2 separate regions of the Mus musculus genome follow, and region 2 is linked to region 1. A link is a contact called in public Hi-C data. All regions are on one chromosome and are shown on one strand. The core of a region is the stretch at or near the end of the contact, and the rest is flanking DNA. Distances in the headings are between cores, read along the strand shown.

Region 1 (2,725 bases), core at 149-2,648:
AATCATATAGACTTGAGTTTTGATTTTAGGGCTAAATCTAACCTATGGGCAAGGGTTGCATATCTTATTTCACATTTATGTTAAGATAAACTTGCTTTGCAAGCATCAGGAGAGGTGGAGGGGCATTCTCTGCCTCCTTCTAGAGTACTCGATGGCCGCTAAGCTGTTGCAGACTCCAGACTAAGAGCGTATTGGTAGTTATTGCACAAGGAGGCAGCAAGAATCCTTACATTTTTAAAGAATGCCATGCTGAGGAGGGCTTAGAAGCTTGTCCACAGAGTGTCCTGAAAATGCCAGCCCTTACGTGGTGGAACAGACACATCCTAAACCAACCCATGCCCGCCCGGTCCCCTTTCTTCTGGAAGCTCTCATTTTGGTCATTGTGGTAATGGCATCTTTCCTGTTCCAACTCCAGTGAGATTGACAGCCTCCTGTGTAATTTTTATTTGTCTCAAGTGTTGCCCACTTAGCTACTCGATGTTCTTAGCCTATGTTTAACTCCTGAGTACATATCAGTCTGAACCGTTATTTTTAATTATCCTAAGGACATCATTACTCACAAAGCCATGCACGTTGAAATCTCTGGCTTTTAAATCATTTTTTTAATCAGACCCATTTTTTATTTGTCTCAAGTGTTGCCCACTTAGCTTGCTGCGTAAGGTTTTGTCTTCTTTCTGCCCTGATTCCTCACCATGATGGAACAGCTACTTTCCATAAAATGCTTATGAAATGTTTATCTTTCTCAACAGTTCATGTAGTAGTTTGGCAAAGGTAAGAGCTAAAAACTAGAGAGTAAACTCTAACTTGGGTTTCAGCAACAGACTTTCAAATAATATGCATGCAAGACTCCACCCACCCTCCAGCCAAGAAAAGTGTTACCCCATCAAGTTTCATGGAATCCTCCCAGATAGCCTTTCTTTCCCTTTGACATGCAGCCATGCATTATCTTCTCTATCACTGACACCCCCTTCACGTAACAGCAAGAGAGACTGCAGCTGTAAAACTGCCGAACATCTGCAAGCAGAGTGCACGATGAATACAGCTTTCGGTCTCTTTGTCATAGTGGCTCAAGAAAGACTTGAGAAAAGCTAAGTATTTGACTCTCCTTCCTCCCCTCTCTGCCCCATCGCCCCAGGTACTTCCACAACTTACAGAACCTCAGTCTGGCTTACTGCCGAAAGTTCACCGACAAAGGCTTACAGTACCTGAACTTGGGGAACGGATGCCACAAGCTCATCTATCTGGACCTTTCCGGCTGCACCCAGGTTTGCCTCCCAGTCTCAGTCTTCTCTGTCCTGCAGCAGGCGAGGACGTCCTCCCGAGAGCCAGCTGCATCCAGCCCTCATGTTGCACTAATGCTGTGCGTGGAGCACAGAACACTCTGCTGAGGTTTTAAATTACATGGCCACAGCTGCTTCAATTTTCTCCAGGATTGCTACTATAGGCGCCTGGCTTCTGTCCACAGGCGCGTCACATCAACAAACAGGCAGAGCTCATTGGATGATGAAACGGACCACTTCTGAGAACAGTTTGAGGGCAGAGTCCAAATCTCCAAAACTTTATAGAGCCACTAAGATACAAACAAATGGGGTGGGATACACAGGATTCCTGACAAGGCAGTTAGGTCCCCCGTGGGCTTTTCTCTGGGTAAAATGCTACAAGCAATAAATGTGAGAAATAGAAGTCCCACATAAAGGACCGTAAATGTTTAAAACTGCATTACATACATATCCTAAATATTACAAAGATGTGAGATTCGGGTGGGAAACTGTTTGAAGATGAAGGGACAGGGATTGGGGAAGTTGGGCAGGCAGTCATGTGAAATATATGGCATTCAGATGCACTCGCTACTTCTTCCACAGTTCCTTCTGCTATCTATAGTTTCCATAGACTTAAGCTATCCTTCCTGTGACCAATTTTCTCCCATTTCTTCGTGTCTCAATATTGATGTCTTCAGTAGTATACTATGTTCTTCATAATGCCACACAGGTGAGAGCTGGTTAAAATAAATGTCTAACCACAACCAGCTAGCTGTAGTTGCCAATGATTGAGCTGTTTTTGTGTTAGGTGAGACATCACTCTTTATACAGTGGATTCCTTGTGAGGGTTTTGTGCCCATTTACCAAAGTTCCAAGTGGTAGAATAAACCGGCCAGTTTTGCCTAGAAGCCTATGGTGTAGGTCACATGATAAGCACCTGGAGGCGGACACCACGGGGCAAGGAATTCTTATGCAGCTGCACTGTTCCCTGAACATGACTTCCTAGTGTTCTAGGTATGAGAGGTGAGAAGAGAAGACTTGTCTAAGGTTGAAATAAATGTACAGAATGGATACTTCCGTGAACTAGCGTGCAGACGTGCATTAGTACCAACCAGGACTTAAGTTGGAAGTACCCTTGTTTTCCTCATTGTGGCTGGATTTCTGATAGCTTTTTGACCTTGGCCATCTGATGTCTCTAAAGTACTTATTAAGAAAACCTGGGACTGTAGGAATTGTACATTCTTTCTCTGCTTTCCGTTGAGAGCAGCTGCTTTAAAAAGCTTTGTTATGGTTTTACAGCCTAGGAATGTCTTTCTCCCAGATCTGGGAGCTGTCCCTTTGACACAATCTCATCAAAGAGGATAGTGTCTCATCTGTGGGAGGGTAGAACACTACCTCAGATGAGACCCTAGGAAACACAGACCCCCCCTACCACAGAGAAAAGTGTTTCTAAGTACAGAGAGAAA
Region 2 (3,018 bases), core at 500-2,999, 43 kb before region 1:
GAAATCTCTACCACATGCTTTCCCCAGATTCATGACTTTTGCCTTTGTTTTATGACCCGCTCAGTTTACCCAGAGACATCTGCGTGAACACTAGGTTGGAACCATCCACAGGTGAGGCCACTAGTGGACACACAACTGAAGAGCATGGCTGTCCCTCTCCCTGAGTGTATCAGTAGCAAATACTTCAGCGGTGACTGGAGGCGCCTGAGCTGTTCCGCCCATGCCTAGGTGTTGACAGGCCCGTTTTTTTGTGCAGACCCCGCACAGACATCTGCAGCTGCTGAGAGTCCGTGTCCTGCCCAGATGGAGTTAGTTATCCATCGCCCTTCCGTATCTTGCCGCTCTTGCATTCTTCCTGCCTCTCTTCTGCTGCATCCTCTGAGAGCGTGGTATAAATACACTGATTAGGGATAGGCCCTCCGCCATCACATATTCTCATCGTTTTGAAATCTCTGTGCTCACCAGTGTCCACTAGAAAGTATTCTCTCATTAAGGCCAAGAGTAGCTGTAAAAGTTCCGGCTTTTCTATACCTGCCCTTGTTCCTGAATAATGACATGGACACCTTGATAGTTATTAAAGGCTTCAAGCACTACAGCTGGGCAGATTCTGATCTATTCTAACCCGACTATGTTGCCCAGGCCTACTTCCTGAGCCACGAGGGGTTACATGCAGTCTTCCTCTCACTTTGGCTTCGCTGTCTTCTGGTAGACTCCCTGGTCTCCAAGAACCTCAGCCTGTTTCAAGGCACGGAAGTCCCGCCTTCTCTCCTGTCAGCTATAGGCTGATCAGCTCTTTATTGACCAATCAGAAGACGATGAAGAACAATGTTTTACAAAAAAAACAAAACAAAAACCGAGTCAGGAAATACTTCTTAATAAGGACAATAGCCAATGAAGGAGCTAGAGAAAGTAGCCAAAGAGCTGAAGGGGTCTGCAGCCCCATAGGAGAAACAACCATATGAACTAACCAGTACCCCCAGAGCTCCTTGGGACTAAAGCACCAATCAAAGAAAACACATGGTGGAACTTGTGGCTCTAGCTGTATATGTAGCAGAGGATGGCCTAGTCGGCCATCAATGAGAGGACAAGTCCTGTAAAGGTTCTATGCCTCAGTATAGGGGAATGCCAGGACCAGGAATGGGAGTGGGTGGGTTGGGGAGCACGGGGAGGGGGGAGGGGGTTTTCGGAGGGGAAACTAGGAAAGGGGATAACATTTGAAATGTAAATAAAGAAAATATCTAATTATACATATATGTAAATTAATATTATAGCAAGTCCTGGCTGCATCCAGGTCTCTGGGTGCAGATATTAGCATTTGAATACACAGTGCACAAAAACACCCCCTGCAAGTAGCATTTGTCGATGAGTGTAAATATAAATATTCAGAAGGCAGTTTGAGAAGTGTGGAGTGCTTCCTGAGTTTTTAGATCCTCCTCACTCAAGAACTATACTTCTTTGTATTGCTTAACCCGAAGCCAGCACAACATGCACACTTTTTAGGCAATAACAATGTGAACGAATAGGTATAGTTTTCTTCCTGAGCGAAAACCGAATTTAGAATAGTTTAGTCGTGATTGCTCTCTCCATTCTTAGGTTATTATCATCTAGTGTTTAGTCTCTTTAAAATTTGAGAGTGCAGGTGCTGAAGAGGCCAGCAGAGGGCAGTGGGTCCCCTGGAGTGGATGTTACCCGCAGTTGTAAGCCACCCAAATTGGGTCCTCAGGCTCAGCAAAGCATTCTTAACTGTTGAGCAGTCTCTCCTCTAATGCTTTAGTCACACTACTGTTTTACAAGGTTAGTGTGGGTAGCTATGTACTGGTTAGATTCTTTGCTCATCATGAACTATTTGTATCCTCCACCCCTTTGGGGATTTCAATATTCTTCGGAAAGTGTGTGTGTGTGTGTGCACTTTCTCTCTTACTCCTATTTAATTTTAGATTTTAGTCTTTTTTGACAGTATCTTTCTCAAGAATGCTGTCTTCCTTGTATTGATTACCTTAAACTTAAAACTTAGGAGTTTTATGATCACAGTCTGACCAGTGATGTTTTCATTTCTGTTTACGCTTACTGGATTTTCTCCTCGTGTTGGTTAGCCTTTAGTTTTATTTGGGCTTAATTTGTGGCAGTTCTGTAATGCTTGGCTCCAGTTTGTGTCTCTTTAGAGAAAATGATTTATTTCTGACCAATGTCCCAGGGGTTATTTTCAATTTGGAACCATGTTTCATGCTAATATATCAAATCCAGCTGCAAAGATCATAGATTTCAGGTGGATTCCATAAACAGTTAAAGCAGGCATGGCAGCTGGTCTTTGCTTACCAGTTCTTTGGGGGAGGGTTTATTTTTATTCCAACGGCATTATAATGTGTAGTATGTGCCTCTGTTGGATAAGTGTGGTGACTGTCTCCTGTGTCTGCATAGGCTTACAGAGCTCATTTGTCATGAAACCATCCCTATTGCCTTCCAGACACTTGTACCAGGAGTGCTTGTCAGTCTGGATTTATAAACTTTCTTTACTTAAAAAAAAATTCAAGTTATGTTTAAAATTTGTTTTAGTATTTATTGATGTTTTGTATCAAGAATATTTTTTCCCAATCTGCTACTTATCCAGAGATGGAAACCAGATGGGTTTATTGAGCTTTCCTAAGAATATCATAACTTTAGGAAAATGCAGTTCATCTTAGCAATTATTAAATGAGTTCTGTGTTTTAGCTACTATTTAGAGAAAGATCACTAGCTTTCTTCCAGAATACTTCCTTCATGCAGAAAACAAGCATGCTCATCTTTTTGCTATCTTTCTGTAGCTATCAGTTTGAACTATCACATGATCATATTTTCAAGTGGTTTATATAAAACTTTCTACAGAGTTTGCAGCTCAATAGTAATAAAATATTGTAAAGAACTATGAACAGAGACTACATTATAGAGTTCCACCTAGTACTTTGTTTAATTCACTGTAAGAATATAGTTTATGATGCAGCTTTAAAAAAATTCCCAGATTTATGTTTATAAGAGTCTGAG

What was found. A called contact is a pair of places that touch in the nucleus more often than the background predicts.
Region 2: a contact with region 1 is called in a Hi-C map of the MNK3 cell line, with 5 times the contacts expected there. The contact joins the enhancer-like site here to the promoter of Lrrc17 in region 1. A contact is called at or near these places in 10 of 39 promoter capture datasets (the 3T3-L1 cell line, 3T3-L1-derived adipocytes, the C10 cell line and 6 more), 1 of 15 datasets of contacts at CTCF or cohesin (pro-B cells), 13 of 484 Hi-C or Micro-C datasets (B cells, the C2C12 cell line, the MNK3 cell line and 6 more), 2 of 115 datasets of contacts at active chromatin or transcription factors (double positive thymocytes and embryonic stem cells) and 3 of 9 other capture datasets (adipose tissue, macrophages and pancreatic islet).

What each region holds. Positions count from the first base shown.
Region 1 is chr5:21,542,200-21,544,924 of GRCm38.p6, reverse strand. It overlaps Lrrc17 (leucine rich repeat containing 17), which reads right to left and starts at 1,398. Exons shown (of 4, transcript NM_028977.1): 1 at 1,206-1,398. It overlaps Fbxl13 (F-box and leucine-rich repeat protein 13), which reads left to right. Exons shown (of 21, transcript NM_001199632.1): 12 at 1,136-1,265.
Region 2 is chr5:21,585,637-21,588,654 of GRCm38.p6, reverse strand. The region is part of intron 7 of Fbxl13 (F-box and leucine-rich repeat protein 13); the gene reads left to right. Among named protein-coding and RNA genes, the nearest start is that of Lrrc17, 44 kb to the right of the region's middle. Within about 2 kb of position 1,749, at least 40 of the 459 cell types and tissues checked have an H3K27ac peak or open chromatin away from gene starts, as enhancers often do. A contact at or near this core is called in the C2C12 cell line, the MNK3 cell line and bone marrow-derived macrophages, where this site is marked.